Regions from separate parts of the Rattus norvegicus genome. Here region 2 is linked to region 1. Evidence: chromatin contacts called from public Hi-C data. All regions are on one chromosome and are shown on one strand. The core of a region is the stretch at or near the end of the contact, and the rest is flanking DNA. Distances in the headings are between cores, read along the strand shown. Region 1 holds the start of Fadd (Fas associated via death domain). Region 2 holds the start of Bc1 (brain cytoplasmic RNA 1).

Region 1 (6,721 bases), core at 1,687-4,186:
AGCTCATCTTGGTTCAGGGACTCCTTCTTCATGAGGACCTTCTTCCAGGAAACCTTGCTCTCCCTGCTGTGAGAGCAGCCAAAGTGGACTACCATTGGTGCATGGCCAGAGACTAGGGATTGCATATGCCCCAGGCATTTCACAGCCAGGGTAGGACCTGGGCTCTGTAGCTCCCTGATTCTGTGTTCCCTCTTCTCTTCTGGACAAGGATGATGGAGGTCCTTCTTGAGAGACATGCTCTGGTCACCACCACCAGAGAGGCTTTTCCCCACACTTTATTAACACAATAAGAAGAAAAACACGGGCTGGAGAGATGGCTCAGCGGTTAAGAGCACTGTCTGCTCTTCCAGAGGCCCTGAGTTCAATTCCCAGCAACCACATGGTGGCTCACAACCATCTGTAAGGGGATCTGATGCCCTCTTCTGGTGTGTCTGAAGACAGTGACAGTGTACTCACATATATACAATAAATAAATAAAGGTCTTTTAAAGAAAAAAAAAAGAAGAAAAACACATGCACCTGACTTCATCAAAATTATGAACTTTTTAATTGCAGGATCTTATGAGCAGACTGAAAAATAGTGTGCACAACGTGTGTGTTGGGGGGAGGGTTACACATGAGATTGACACCCAGAACAAAAAATAACCTGGACCTGGTGGTGCACACCTGCAATCCCAGTATCTGGGAGGTGGAGGCAGCAAGATCAGAAGCTTAAGGGTCGGGGTTGGGGATTTAGCTCAGTGGTAGAGCGCTTGCCTAGGAAGCGCAAGGCCCTGGGTTCGGTCCCCAGCTCCGGAAAAAAAGAAGAAGAAGAAGAAGAAGAAGAAGAAGAAGAAGAAGAAGAAGGAGGAGGAGGAGGAGGAGGAAGAAGGAGGAGGAGGAGGAGGAGGAGGAGGAAGAAGAAGAAGAAGGAGGAGGAGGAGGAGGAGGAAGGAGGAGGAGGAGGAGGAGGAGGAGGAGGAAGAAGAAGAAGAAGAAGAAGAAGAAGAAGAAGAAGAAGAAGAAGAAGAAGAAGAAGAAGAAGAAGCAGCAGCAGCAGCAGCAGCAGCAGCTTAAGGGTCATCCTGAGCTACATGGTGCAAAGGGGAGTAGTTCCCGAGAAGCCTGGGCTATGAGATCTTGTTTCAAAACTACCATAGTAGAAAAACTATGCACTCAACACATTCATTGCCAGTGTCTGTCCAGGAATCCCCAGACTTTCCAAATTGGATTCTGACTATTGAGGTTTCTAGCTTCCGGGATTGGGAACCTGGTTCTCTGCATTTGCAGGGTGCAGACTCTCAGCCCCCTCAAGTAAGCCAGCCAATAAATCTGCTGCTATTGTCTGCTCCTGTAAAGAACCCTCCCCACCTAGTAAAAATGTGTTGGGGTCCTGAGGGGGTTGTGTGCACATGACTGTAGTACCCAGCAGAGACCAGCAGAGGGCCTCTGATTCCCCGGTCTGTAGTTACAGACAGTTGTAAGCAGTCCTGCAGGGCTGTCTGCAACCAAACTCAGATCCTCTGGAAGAGTAACGAGCGATCTTAACCCCCGAGCCACCTTTTCAGCCCCCATTTGCCATTCTACACAGCCTCGGGTGTTTATCTGAGTTACATAGTGAGACCCTGTCTGGAAAAAAAAAAAAAAAGCACGGAACTTTAAATGGGCAAATTATAAGTCATTTTAAAGAAATGTAAGGGGTTGGGGATTTAGCTCAGTGGTTGCTAGCCCACTTGCCTAGCAACCGCAAGGCCCTGGGTTCGGTCCCCAGCTCCGAAAAAAAGAAGAAAAAAAGAAATAAATGTAAGCCAACTCTGAAGGGCACACTGTGCACAACTGAGTCTCACTAACCCTGGAGCTCACTAACCTTTCCGCTAGAGTGCCTGGTCACTGAGCACCAGGAATTCACCCGTCTCTGCCAGAGTTGGAGTTACAGACAGGCATCACCTTGTTCAGCTTTCTATGTGGACACCAGGATCTGAACTCAGGTCCTCAGGCTTGTGCAACAGGCACTTTCTTTCTTTCTTGTTCTTTTTTTTTTCGGAGCTGGGGACCGAACCCAGGGCCTTGCGCTTCCTAGGTAAGCGCTCTACCACTGAGCTAAATCCCCAGCCCCCAACAGGCACTTTCTAACTCATACACAGTACCTGTGCGTGGCTGCGGAATCATAGTGTATTGTTAATGAAAGCTCAAAGCAAGGCAGTTAGCATCTCTACAACCTCCGGCACGCATCAACTTTTTCTGATGAGAATATTCCAGATACTCTCTTCTACTGATTTAATATACACACGACTGGGCCGGCGAAATGATTCTGCGGTTAAGTGCATTATGTTGCTCTCACGGAGACCCTGGACCCACGCAAGAGATCACATCAAAAGGAACTCTACTCCTACGGGATCCGCGCCCGTTTCTGTCCTTCGAGGGCACTGAACTCCTGGGAGCACTAAACAGAGGCTCATATATGTAAAAAATATTTAATGTTTTTGTATGTACGAGCATTTTATCAGCACACCACATGTGTGCTTGCCAGAAGAGGGTGTCAAAGCCACTGGAACTGGAATTACAGGTGGTTGTAAGTCATCATGTGAGTGCTGGGAATTGAAGCCCTGAATCGTCTCTCCAAGCCACAAGTAAACCTTTTTTTTATGATGATAGAAAGTGATCCGGCCGCAGTAGGCATCTGCAGCTGCTCTCCCAGCCCCCCACATAGTAGGGCAGCACAGCTCCTCAGAGCCCCAAGAGGATCCACGTTACGGTACTGGCGAATGAAATCTGTTCCGCGCCAGGGCGAGAAACATCGCGAGTACGGGCGGAAGCCAACGCGGCTTAGCTGTCCAAGATACTGCGACAGCGGATGCCAGCCCTGGCGGAAGCGGGTACGGCAACACCCGAGGCGCATGCGTGTGATTTAGACTTCTCGCGAGACGCTAGGCGGGAAAGCATAAGGTGATTTCCTCTGTGGGATCTCTGAGGAGTACCCCGGCGTACCACTGCCATGGACCCATTCCTGGTGCTGCTGCACTCGCTGTCCAGCAGCCTGTCGGGCAACGATCTGACGGATCTCAAGTTCCTGTGCCGCGAGCGCGTGAGTAAACGAAAGCTGGAGCGCGTGCAGAGTGGCCTGGACCTGTTCTCGGTGCTGCTGGAGCAGAACGATCTGGAGCGCGGGCACACCGGGCTGCTGCGCGAGTTGCTGGCCTCGCTGGGCAGACACGACCTACTGCAGCGCCTGGACGACTTCGAGGCGGGGGCGACGACTGCTGCAACCCCGGGGGAGGCAGGTGGGCTGAGGGCGGGAGGAGGCCGAGGAGGTAGTGGGAGACCCACGGGGCGGGGAATGAGCAGGGAGGCCTGGCCTTAGTGCACCCTCTGCTTGCTGCAGCTGGGACGGACTCTAGGGCACGCCCACTTCTTTCTGCCGTGCGAGCCGGAACTTGGGAGTACGAACTTGGGAGGACGCGTTTCTAACCTGCAGTGCCGAGGTTAAACCCAGGGTATTGATCGTGCTAAGCAGGCACTCTCCTACCTACCACTTACCCAACCCCAAGACAAACTCGCCTCAGACCTGCAGTGCTTGGTTAGAAAACTCAGCTAAGAAATGGGTGTGGCCAAGGCACCTTAACCCCAGTGAGGGTAGGGTTGAAGAGTGGGCAGAGGTCACCTGTGCCTGCTGCTCGGCACCATTTCCGTAGTGGGAGTGTCTGTGCAAGCAGTGCTCTTCCTGGTCAGAGAAGGACTGCGCAGCTGAGCTCTGTGGTGCAGAATGCAGTGTCCGGTTATTGGCAGTTACTTCTGTTTTGTGTAGAAGGGAGGCACTGTGGCTTCCCATAACTCACAGTGGATACTGGTCACAACCGAGCAACACCAGTCTGGCCTTGGGGTGTAGATACAGGTTAAGCCTATATTAGACCCTTTATCACTTGTGGCAAATATTGGAGAAGCCATTTAAAGGGGCAAAGGTGCTCTTGGTTGGCTGGCTTTTGGTCTGCAGGAAAACAGGAAATCAAAGCATTTGGAGGGCATGTGGACCAAAGTTGATTACCTCATGGCTGCCAGGCTGAGTAGCAGAATTACTTACTGGAAGGAGCTTGGGACAAAAGGCACTCCCTAGCAGCACAGCCCTTGTACTTCCTTACTTCCTGAGTAGGCTCTCTTAAGGTTTCCATCACCTCCCAGGAGCACCATCAGATTATGAATCAGTAGGCTGATCCACTGGAGAGCTCAGGGCTATCATGACCCCCCCCCCCTCTCCTTTCCACAGTTGGCTCCACCATTGAGGGACTAAACCTTCCTCATTAGGAGCCTTTGGAAAGACGTGTCATACCATGACCATAAGGGTCACCATAGTCAAAAACACTGCAGATAAGATCAGACCCCCCCAGCACTGACAGCACATGCTGTGACAGTCTGTGTCAGGCTCAGAACTATTTGATACATAAGAAAATGGGGTGGATATTCACATCTCCAAGGCATTCAAGTGTTTGTTATTATTGTAGGAATCCAGTAAGGGCTTCCCAGTCACTGCCCAGGGCTCCCTACAGAGGTGACAACTTGCTTATGTCTAGCAGGGGCTCCACAGTATGGCAGGGATGGGCCTTTCATGGTCTCCAGTCAAACCAGCAAAGGTCACAGTGCAGGATGTAGTTTTGGGGACTTTGGCCAACCCACTATTGAGTGGGGCGTTAGGGCAGCCCTGTATTTTTTTTCCCTCTGACACGCCAACCCTCCTTAGTTTCCAGTCTTCTAAGCTCTAACACACTGTGGCCCAGGCTGAGGGAGTGTGGCTGGGCAGATCAGGAGGCCACTGTGGGTCTCTTGAAGTAGCTCCAGGGCTACTGGGTGTCTGCCTGCACAGGACCTGACTGGCTTTAGTGATGTTGCCTTTGAAGTGCCCAGGTCCATGCTTGGTGGCCCACGGGGAGACTTGCCCCCAGCTCCTCAGTCAAGTCATGCTGCTGTTTTCCCTCCTAGATCTGCGGGTGGCATTTGACATTGTGTGTGACAATGTGGGGAGAGACTGGAAAAGACTGGCCCGTGAGCTGAAGGTGTCTGAGGCCAAGATTGATGGCATTGAGGAGAGGTACCCCCGAAGCCTGAGTGATCGGGTAAGGGAGACTCTGCGAGTCTGGAAGAATGTCGAGAAGGAGAACGCCTCGGTGGCTGGACTGGTCAAGGCACTGCGGGCCTGCCGGCTGAACCTGGTGGCTGACCTGGTGGAAGAAGCATTGATGGCCCAGGGATCTGTGAGCAAGAGTGATGATACATCCTCAGCGCTGAGGGATTCAACTGTGTCTTTCTCAGAAACACCCTGACAAGCCCGAGGCTCCTCTCAGGAGTCACTGTGGACTTGATCACACCATGATGTAGCACCAAGTGCCTATCGTGACCAGTGGCAAGAAGACCTTGCTGATTCAGGCTGGGACCCCTCATACCAGCTCCTGGAGTATAGCTGATTCTATGGAGCCTCTGCCCTCTGGGCTTTGGGGACACATGAAGGTTCCCCTTCGTGTTCTCCATCACCTCTTCCCCCCCCCACCCCCAAGAGATCCCTGGTCTTACAAGGAGGAAGTTGAGTTGGAGCTAATGGCACCTGTGCTGACTGCACTTTGAGAGCCTTCGTGTTGTTCCTTGGAGGAAGACACCAACTCAGTTCACATCTGTCTCATATCCTTGGAGGCCATCAGAGAGCAGCTCCTGACCTCCAAACAAGTGCAAGAGCCCTATGAGGACTGATTGTAAAGTTCGCCACTAAAATCGCTGCTCTGTGAAGGACTGTGCTGTGGAGGGAGCACCCTGCCTCCACGGTGGTCTGTAAGCAAAGTGCCTTGGGCTGGCTATAGTGGCTCACTCTGCAATCCTAGCACTTGAGAGTTGAGAACTGCTGTGCTTTATAGCAGCCTGAGCTACAAATGATTCCTTTAAACAAAAACACACGAAAGCAAGTGCCTTTACCTGGAGATAACCAGTGTCACCAAGAATTTCCATTATATTAAGGACCCTTCTAATCTCAGAAGTCCCAGTAGACTGACTACAGTGTGCTCACAGCCCTGGGTGCTAGTCATGAATGAGGTGGTGTGATTTCCTGATTTGCTTCACACCAGCAGGGGCCCTGACTGCCACACTGGGCGGCCAAATAAACCATTTCTTGTCTCAGTTTTCCAACCTTTGGCTGGGTGTGGTTATGCATACCTTTGATCCTAGCCTTGTAGGAAAGTGGAAGCAGGTGGATCTCTGATCTATGAGTTTGAGGACAGCTTAGCCTACACAGAGAACTACAGGCCAGCTGACACTAAACAGAAAGACCATGTCTCAAATAAAAGTTGATGCCTGGAGAAGAGGATCCTAGTTACAGGGTTCTCCTGACAGAGGGAACAGCTACACCTCACTCTCGTAACCTAGTCTTGGCTTCACAAGTGACCAGCCTGGGGACTGTGCTCAAACACTGATCAGTCATTTCCCGCACTCCTTTCCTCCTCCACCCCACTGCTCCACCGGACAGCTGACCCCTCAGCACGCTTGGACTCTCAACTCCTTTCCCGGTTGTTGGTGGCTTCTCTCCTGCATTCCTTGGGTTGCAGCCTCAAACCTACCATGTTTTTCAGCCCAGCATCTGTCCATCTGGCTGGTCTGCTCACATTCTTTACCATCAAGGCCTCCTGACCACTCTGGGGACTCATTGTGTTTTCTCTGGCCCCATTTCTCACCTGACCACACTGCTCTTGGCTCCCCCAGAGTATGCATAG
Region 2 (6,573 bases), core at 1,416-3,915, 330 kb before region 1:
TACTATGTGGCACAGCCAAAGATTGTTGTTTAGGGACCCATAAGTCTACAGGGCCTGCTTTGTGGCATCAGGTATCTGATACTATCAAAACCCCCTCTGCCAGTCAGGGTCAGTGATCTGGAAGAGAGAGCTAAGCAAGGACAAAGGCGAGGGGAGAAAAACTGTGTAGCCTATGGGATGCCACTGTGAACATGGTACCCATCTGGGTGAGTACTGAACTGGCTGACGACAGGAGACAGCGTTGTGCTACTCCCATAACAAACTCTGGTGATCCTGTGCTAAGAACTTTCTGTCTGGACTATGAATCCACACCAAAGGCCTTGTGGTGGGGAAAAGGTGAGATACTCTGGCATCAACAGCAAAGAAAGCAGCTGCTGAGGAAAAGGTTCAATGCTTTTGTCCTTTTCCTCTAGGCACTGTTTCAAAGACATGGCCTTACACATGCTGGCGCATGCTCTGCTGTTGAGCCACTTCTAGGCTGTTCTTTGGGACAGGATCTCACTGTCCAGCTGAAGCTGACCTAGAATCCCCTGAATGGTGGGATCCAGGTATGGGACACCACACTCATCTATGAAGTCACTTCTAGGTGGCCCTCCCTCTTACCTCAGATCCAATTTTGGCTCCATGTAACACACCATACTGCTTTCCTTCAACGATTCCCAAGCTACTGCCTTCTTCATAGCCTTCCTGATATCCCTCCCCATGGAATCTGTGATAAAGAAACACTTCATCAGGCAAGACACTTTTCCTGGAAAATTCTTCCTGCCCTGTATTATCGAGATCCCACTGGACCCAGCAGATTGGGTAATAGGAAGGGCTTAAAACTCAAGTCACAAAATACAGGTTCTAGGTCTAGCTCTTCTACTCCCTGGCCCGTTGCTGTGACCATTACTCCCATTTTTGAGACAGGGTCTCACTCTGTAGCCAAGGCTGACCTCCAAATCAAGCATCTCTGCCTCCAGCTTTTGCATGCTGAAATTACAGGCGAGTGCCACCATCTCCGAGAGAAACCATGATACATATGGGCTTCGTTCTATGGCAAGCACTCTACTAAGCAAGCTACAGCCAGGCTGTATCATCTGTAACTGTGAGTTACATGAATGACTACCAAACCTGGCAAAGCACCAGAACCCACAAGGAAAATGTAAAGATACAAACTCAAGCAAGCTTGGAATACACTAGGAATCTACTTTTGAAAATGTAGGCGAGAGGGTAGATGCAACTGAGCCTACATGCCATCATAACTCAAGCTGTCTGTTTCTAAAACACTCCAAGGACCCAGGACTCCCGACACCTGTAGAGGTACAGAAAATGTCCCCAAGATCAATAGAGTATGCCACCACTGGGATGCTCTAAGTAGAAGGGTATTATTGTCTCTAAGAGTTCAGCCCTCAAACTGACGATAACTTGCTGCCTGCACTGTAGAAGGAATGCTCTGGAAGCCCCATGTGAGGCAGTGAACAGTTCCCCATTTACGGGTTGGGGGGTTTAAAGGGCGCTTGTGGCCCCGCATCTGCCAGGACTCCCTAAGCCGAGCTTGAGCAGTCACCCGGGGAGGTACCCAACCCACAATGAGCAGCCGGCCTGGAGAGGCCAAGATGACCTGGGCCACCGCCCCGCCCAGGCGTTCCCTGTGGACTTTTCAGGATCCAAAGGGGCCTGTCCGACATATCCATCAGCAGATTCATGAATACCGCCGTATGTGCGGCAATTAAAGGACAAGAAAAAGTGGCAGCTCGCAGATGGCGAAGGCGGGTATCCCCGAGGACGGCACAGCAGCTGCCGGGGCGGGGCGGAGACGGATCTCTCTGCCCACCTCTCATCCGCCATCACGACGGCGTCAAATATGTCCTGCTCCATGGCCATGGCGGTGTCTCGGCTCTCCCCGGGTCCTCGCACTCCTGTCATTTTGTGTAGCAATCGCCAGCCGGCGAGACACGAGCACAAATGCCCAGATTGAAGAAGCCACTTCCGTTTATGCCGCGCGGAGCAGGGCGGGTAAGGACGGCAAGCTAAAGAAGCCAAAAAAAAAAAAAAAAAGCCCACCTCTCTACGCATGCGTAGGTAATATGTGGGCGGGGCTAGCCCGAGTGAAGCCTTGCTCCTCCTCCCTGGCACGGCTGGTTCAGTGGTGGGTGGGGTCGGGCCAATCCCTTGGGGCGTGTCCTCTGGGTCGCGCGCGGGGCCCAGATGAATCCTGCTTTTATTTCCAAAATCCAAACAGATGGAACCTAATTCACAAACATGGGTCTTAAAGAAATAAGAAAAGTTATCAAAGATTTGGCACAGGGGCGTTCCCAGGAAATCCAGGAAGGGCCCTAGGGGCAGGCTTCAAGGAGGGAGGAGCATCCGGCATCTTCCACTGTCACCGGGCTGTCAATCATCGCATCTGTACACTGCACGGGAGCTTCCCTGCGGACTGGAAACGATTTGATACTGCGATATCCTAAAGGGCAGATAATAAATATTGCCCCCAGCCATGAAAATGCCCTTGGGGGTCTTTGAAAATGAAAAAGGTTGTGTGTGCCAGTTACCTTGTTTTTTTTTGGTCTTTTTGTTATTTTGTCTTTTTTTTTTTTTTTTTTTTTTTCGGAGCTGAGGACCGAACCCAGGGCCTTGCGCTTGCTAGGCAAGCGCTCTACCACTGAGCTAAATCCCCAACCCCGAACGTTAGCTCTTGCTGCCAGTATTTAAAGCAAAACTGAAGTATTTCATACACAGTCAAGTATCAGATGGTACCGAAGGGCTGGCCGGCAGGAGGAGCCACTTTGTCCAAGCGCTCCAATCCCATAGGCACCCACATTCCAAAAAGCAGAAACTGAAGTTAGCTTTCTCATTTACATCAGAGATACCTTCCAAAATATAGTTTAAAAAAGTATTCCAAAGTACAGTAAATTCCTTAGACAACAATTGCTAACAAGTTGATCAGCTTCTGTATGAAAGAGACCAGAGACACAATATAATTGATTGGAGGGCTAAGTGAACACACACACACACATACACACACACTCCAGGGATTCTACCTCCAATCTGAATTTCATATATACAAATGAATCCTTAACTCTAACATGGTGCTCTTTGAAAATGAGAGCTCCTGTGCAGAGAGAAGTTTGAGTCTCACAACCAGTATGGTTGCCTGTTGACTGGAGAACAGACTAGAAAGGACAAAGGTGAAGTCTCCTAGGAGTAAAACTTCACATGATAAAAATAGAATCACAAGCTCGGGGGAGGATAGAGCAGTAAGCACTCCACATGATAGGAAAGTATTGGTTTGTCAGGAAAACAAAGTCCTGTGAGGCCCTCACACCCTGCTCACGCTGCTCACGCTGCGCATGCTGCTCACGCTGCTGTTCACTTACACCAAGTAAAGAGCTAACCATAAAAAAGAAAAAGGAGGCAGGAGGCCAGGTCTGGTGGCAAAGACTTTCCTTTAATCCCAGTACTTGGGAAGTTGAGGCAGGTGGATCTCTGAGAGTTCAAGGCCAGCCTGGTTTATAAACAGAGTTCCGGGACAGCCAGGGCTACACAGAGAAACCCTGTCTTCAGAACTTAAAACCAGAAACAAACAAACAAAATCCAAAAAAAAAAAAAAAAGAAAAAAGAAAAAAGAAAAAAGAAAGGAAAGGAAAGAAGCTGGAGGATTCCTCAGTAGAAGAGGCACTTTTCAGTGGGTGAGGGTAGGGTGAGTTTGAAACAGCATCCCTATGTGCTAGTCTTGAACTCCTGACCCTCCTGCTCCACCTTCTGAATGGACAGATGATAAGTGGTCAACCAAATAGAGTTGAAAACCTCATATGCCTGCTACCCTCAGGGAGTGGAAAGGGCTGAGCGCATCTTGCACCCAACCTGGGCTAGGATTACAGGACTGTATGCCCCGGGCATAGCTTCCAGATGTTACTTTAAACAACTAGGAGTCATGCTGGAAAAAAAAAAACAACCTATTTTAACTAGCTAAGCACCACTGCTTTAGGCTCAGAGTGGGATAAACAAAATTCAACACCAAGGAGCAGTATTCTTTGTGCTACAGTTAAAACAATGGTGCATGTGTTTGATAAAGAAGTTAAGGAGGTGGGTACAAAACTGAGTCATCCTGGAAGTGGGGACAGTGGCTCCCACTTGTCAGCCCCGTGTGAGAAGCTGAAAGAAGAGAACTGCTGTGAATTTGAGGCCAACCTGGGCTACAGAGTGCATTCCAGGCTGGTCTGGGCAAAAGAATGAGACCATATCTCAAAACACAAAATAAAATTGTTTAGAAATAGATAAATGAATGAGTAAATTCATCCTGATAGGGAAAATAGCAAGCTAATGGGCCTTTTGTATGTCACCAAACTGAGCAACAGGTGTCTGGCCTTTAAATTGGGTAGCATCCCATAGGAGCAGAAGGAACACTGGGAAAGGGCAGTCAGAAGCAGCACGTGCCTTCTGAGGGGTTTGAAATGCCCCTAGCCCTCTGTTTTGGCAGAATTAAAGGGAACTTTTCATTGCTCTCCAATGTATCAATTTGAGCTGACTTTTGGTCAGATGGTTCAAAAGGATGAAGAAGGTCATTTGAAAGTCTGGCCCCTTTGACCTGGTGGTTTATGGGTTTTGTCTGAAGGAAGCAGTCAGAGAAGAGTGGAGATTTTACATCCTACAATGAGCATTATGGTGAGACTTGTAAAACCTGGCTGGATTTGGTGACAGCCATGGAGAGCAATGCTGTCAGGCACTGGGAGATTCCCATAAGTTCACACAAGAAAGATGACAAGTGTTAACCATGGCCAGACCAGGATTCGGGAATCCTTATGACTTCCTCCTGTGTGTTCTTGTCCGTGTTTACATAGTGAACATCACTTACTTCTGGATGATAAAACCCCCAAAGACATGTATATTTTAAAGGTAAAATGAGGTACTTCTGTGCTATTTCCTAAATCTCTTTTACATTTTTACTTTTTTTAAATAACCAAATAAAGTCACAAAACGCTCATAATATTGAGAATGGGGAAAAAAAGGAGCAAGCAGAATAATGTATTTCTCCAGCCCTCTGATCACCCCTTTCTTTTTGTTAACACTGTTAATATTGTTATGGGTTTTCCCCCATAAATTTATATGCCGTCCAATGTACCCAGCTTTATGCTTTCAACATGCCTCCAGGACAATTCGCTTATTCTTGTGTGTTTAAAATACAATCCTGAGGATAAAAGTTATTAGCTGAAATAAAATAAAATGTAGCTTTTGCCATAAGGAAATAGTCATGGCAGGAAGTGTGTGGGAAAACATATATATCACAAAGACCCAAACTATTGATTCTGACCCTTGGTTCAGAACATGGCTTTGGTGAAACTCACCCTGCCCAGTTTGGTTTCCGTCCTAAACATGTTTTGAATCCAGCTTGTCTCAACACCAGGAGCAAAGAGACCCTTTATACAGACTTGAATCTTCAATACCATGTTTGCAGGTTGCTTGATTCTCAATAAGGTCCAGACTTTAAATATGGGACCTTAAAAGCAGGAGGGGGGGCTGGGGGCGTGGCTCAGTGGCAGAGCACTAGCCTGGCATTCACAAGGCCCTGGGTTCAATGCCCCGTACACTCAAAGGAGTTTCCAAAGACCCAGAATTAGTACCTTTTTTAAGGTACAAATATTATTGATCTCTAGATTCTTAATGTAGGTTTCAAACTTGATGTTCATTTTAGCAACCTGAACATATTAAAACTGGGTGGGAAAATTCTGAAACACTTTTGCTGATGGCAGGTTTTGGAGAAACTCATGTGACAGCCACTTGTGTAACACCGGAGAATCACAGCCCAAATGATAACACTGGACAGGACAGGCGGGATGAGAGTGCTGGGGAGGGTCAGTGGCAGACCACCTAAGCATGTCCTCAGGTGTCTGGAGAGCTGTGTGTGTTCTATTTAGCCAGCGGTTTCAAAATGCTTTCACTGCACTGAGGGTATGGCTCAGTGGCAGGGCACTTGCCCAGCATATGTAAGGCTCCCGGTTCAATCCCCAGTTACTAGCATAAAATTATTAATATTACATTTTTGGACAAATGCATAAAGGAGATGGTACACCAGCTTCCGGAAATCCACTACACTAAAACTACATAGTTTTTAAAGGGTTCATCCTCATATTTTTTAAGATTCAGAGAAAAGTGAAGACGATCAAAGTCAAAAGCAAATTCCTCCAAGTTCCACATTGAAATGTGCTCACTACAGTAATTGATATTAATTGTTGCTTTGTTTGTTTGTTTTGTTTAGTTTGAGACAAGGTCTTTGTAGCCTGGGCTGGCTTCAAACTCAGGGCAATTCTCCTGCCTCATCTTCTGGAGTTCTGAGGTTACAGGTGTCAGTAATCATGCCTGGTTTAGCAGTTGACTTCTTTTTTCAATGTTATATCTGCAACAAAAATAGTAGGCAAGTAGCAAACCGAACCTGGCCATGGGGACCGCCCTACAGTGATTAGCCTGGAACCATCCATTTTGTTAAAAGGAGGACTAACAAATTACAACAACGATGGGCCATTTGCTCTGATTTTAGTTCAAGAAGAAACCCTAGAAGTATAAACAGGCTTTCAGACAGTGTTAAGAGGCAGA

Evidence for each region. Hi-C and Micro-C count contacts between places; a contact is called where the count stands out from the background.
Region 2: a contact with region 1 is called in a Hi-C map of frontal cortex, with 2.9 times the contacts expected there. The contact joins the promoter of Bc1 here to the promoter of Fadd in region 1. A contact is called at or near these places in 8 of 12 Hi-C or Micro-C datasets (the A7r5 cell line, frontal cortex, hepatocytes and 4 more) and 1 of 1 datasets of contacts at active chromatin or transcription factors (oligodendrocytes).

The regions. Positions count from the first base shown.
Region 1 is chr1:209,171,144-209,177,864 of GRCr8, reverse strand. Fadd (Fas associated via death domain) reads left to right here and starts at 2,936. Exons shown (of 2, transcript NM_152937.2): 1 at 2,936-3,259; 2 at 4,950-5,341. The coding sequence starts at 2,974. The coding sequence ends at 5,290.
Region 2 is chr1:209,498,989-209,505,561 of GRCr8, reverse strand. It overlaps Bc1 (brain cytoplasmic RNA 1), which reads right to left and starts at 2,665. Exons shown (of 1, transcript NR_036653.2): 1 at 2,513-2,665. Lto1 (LTO1 maturation factor of ABCE1) reads right to left here and starts at 2,029. Exons shown (of 5, transcript NM_001107565.1): 1 at 1,604-2,029; 2 at 604-709. The coding sequence starts at 1,908.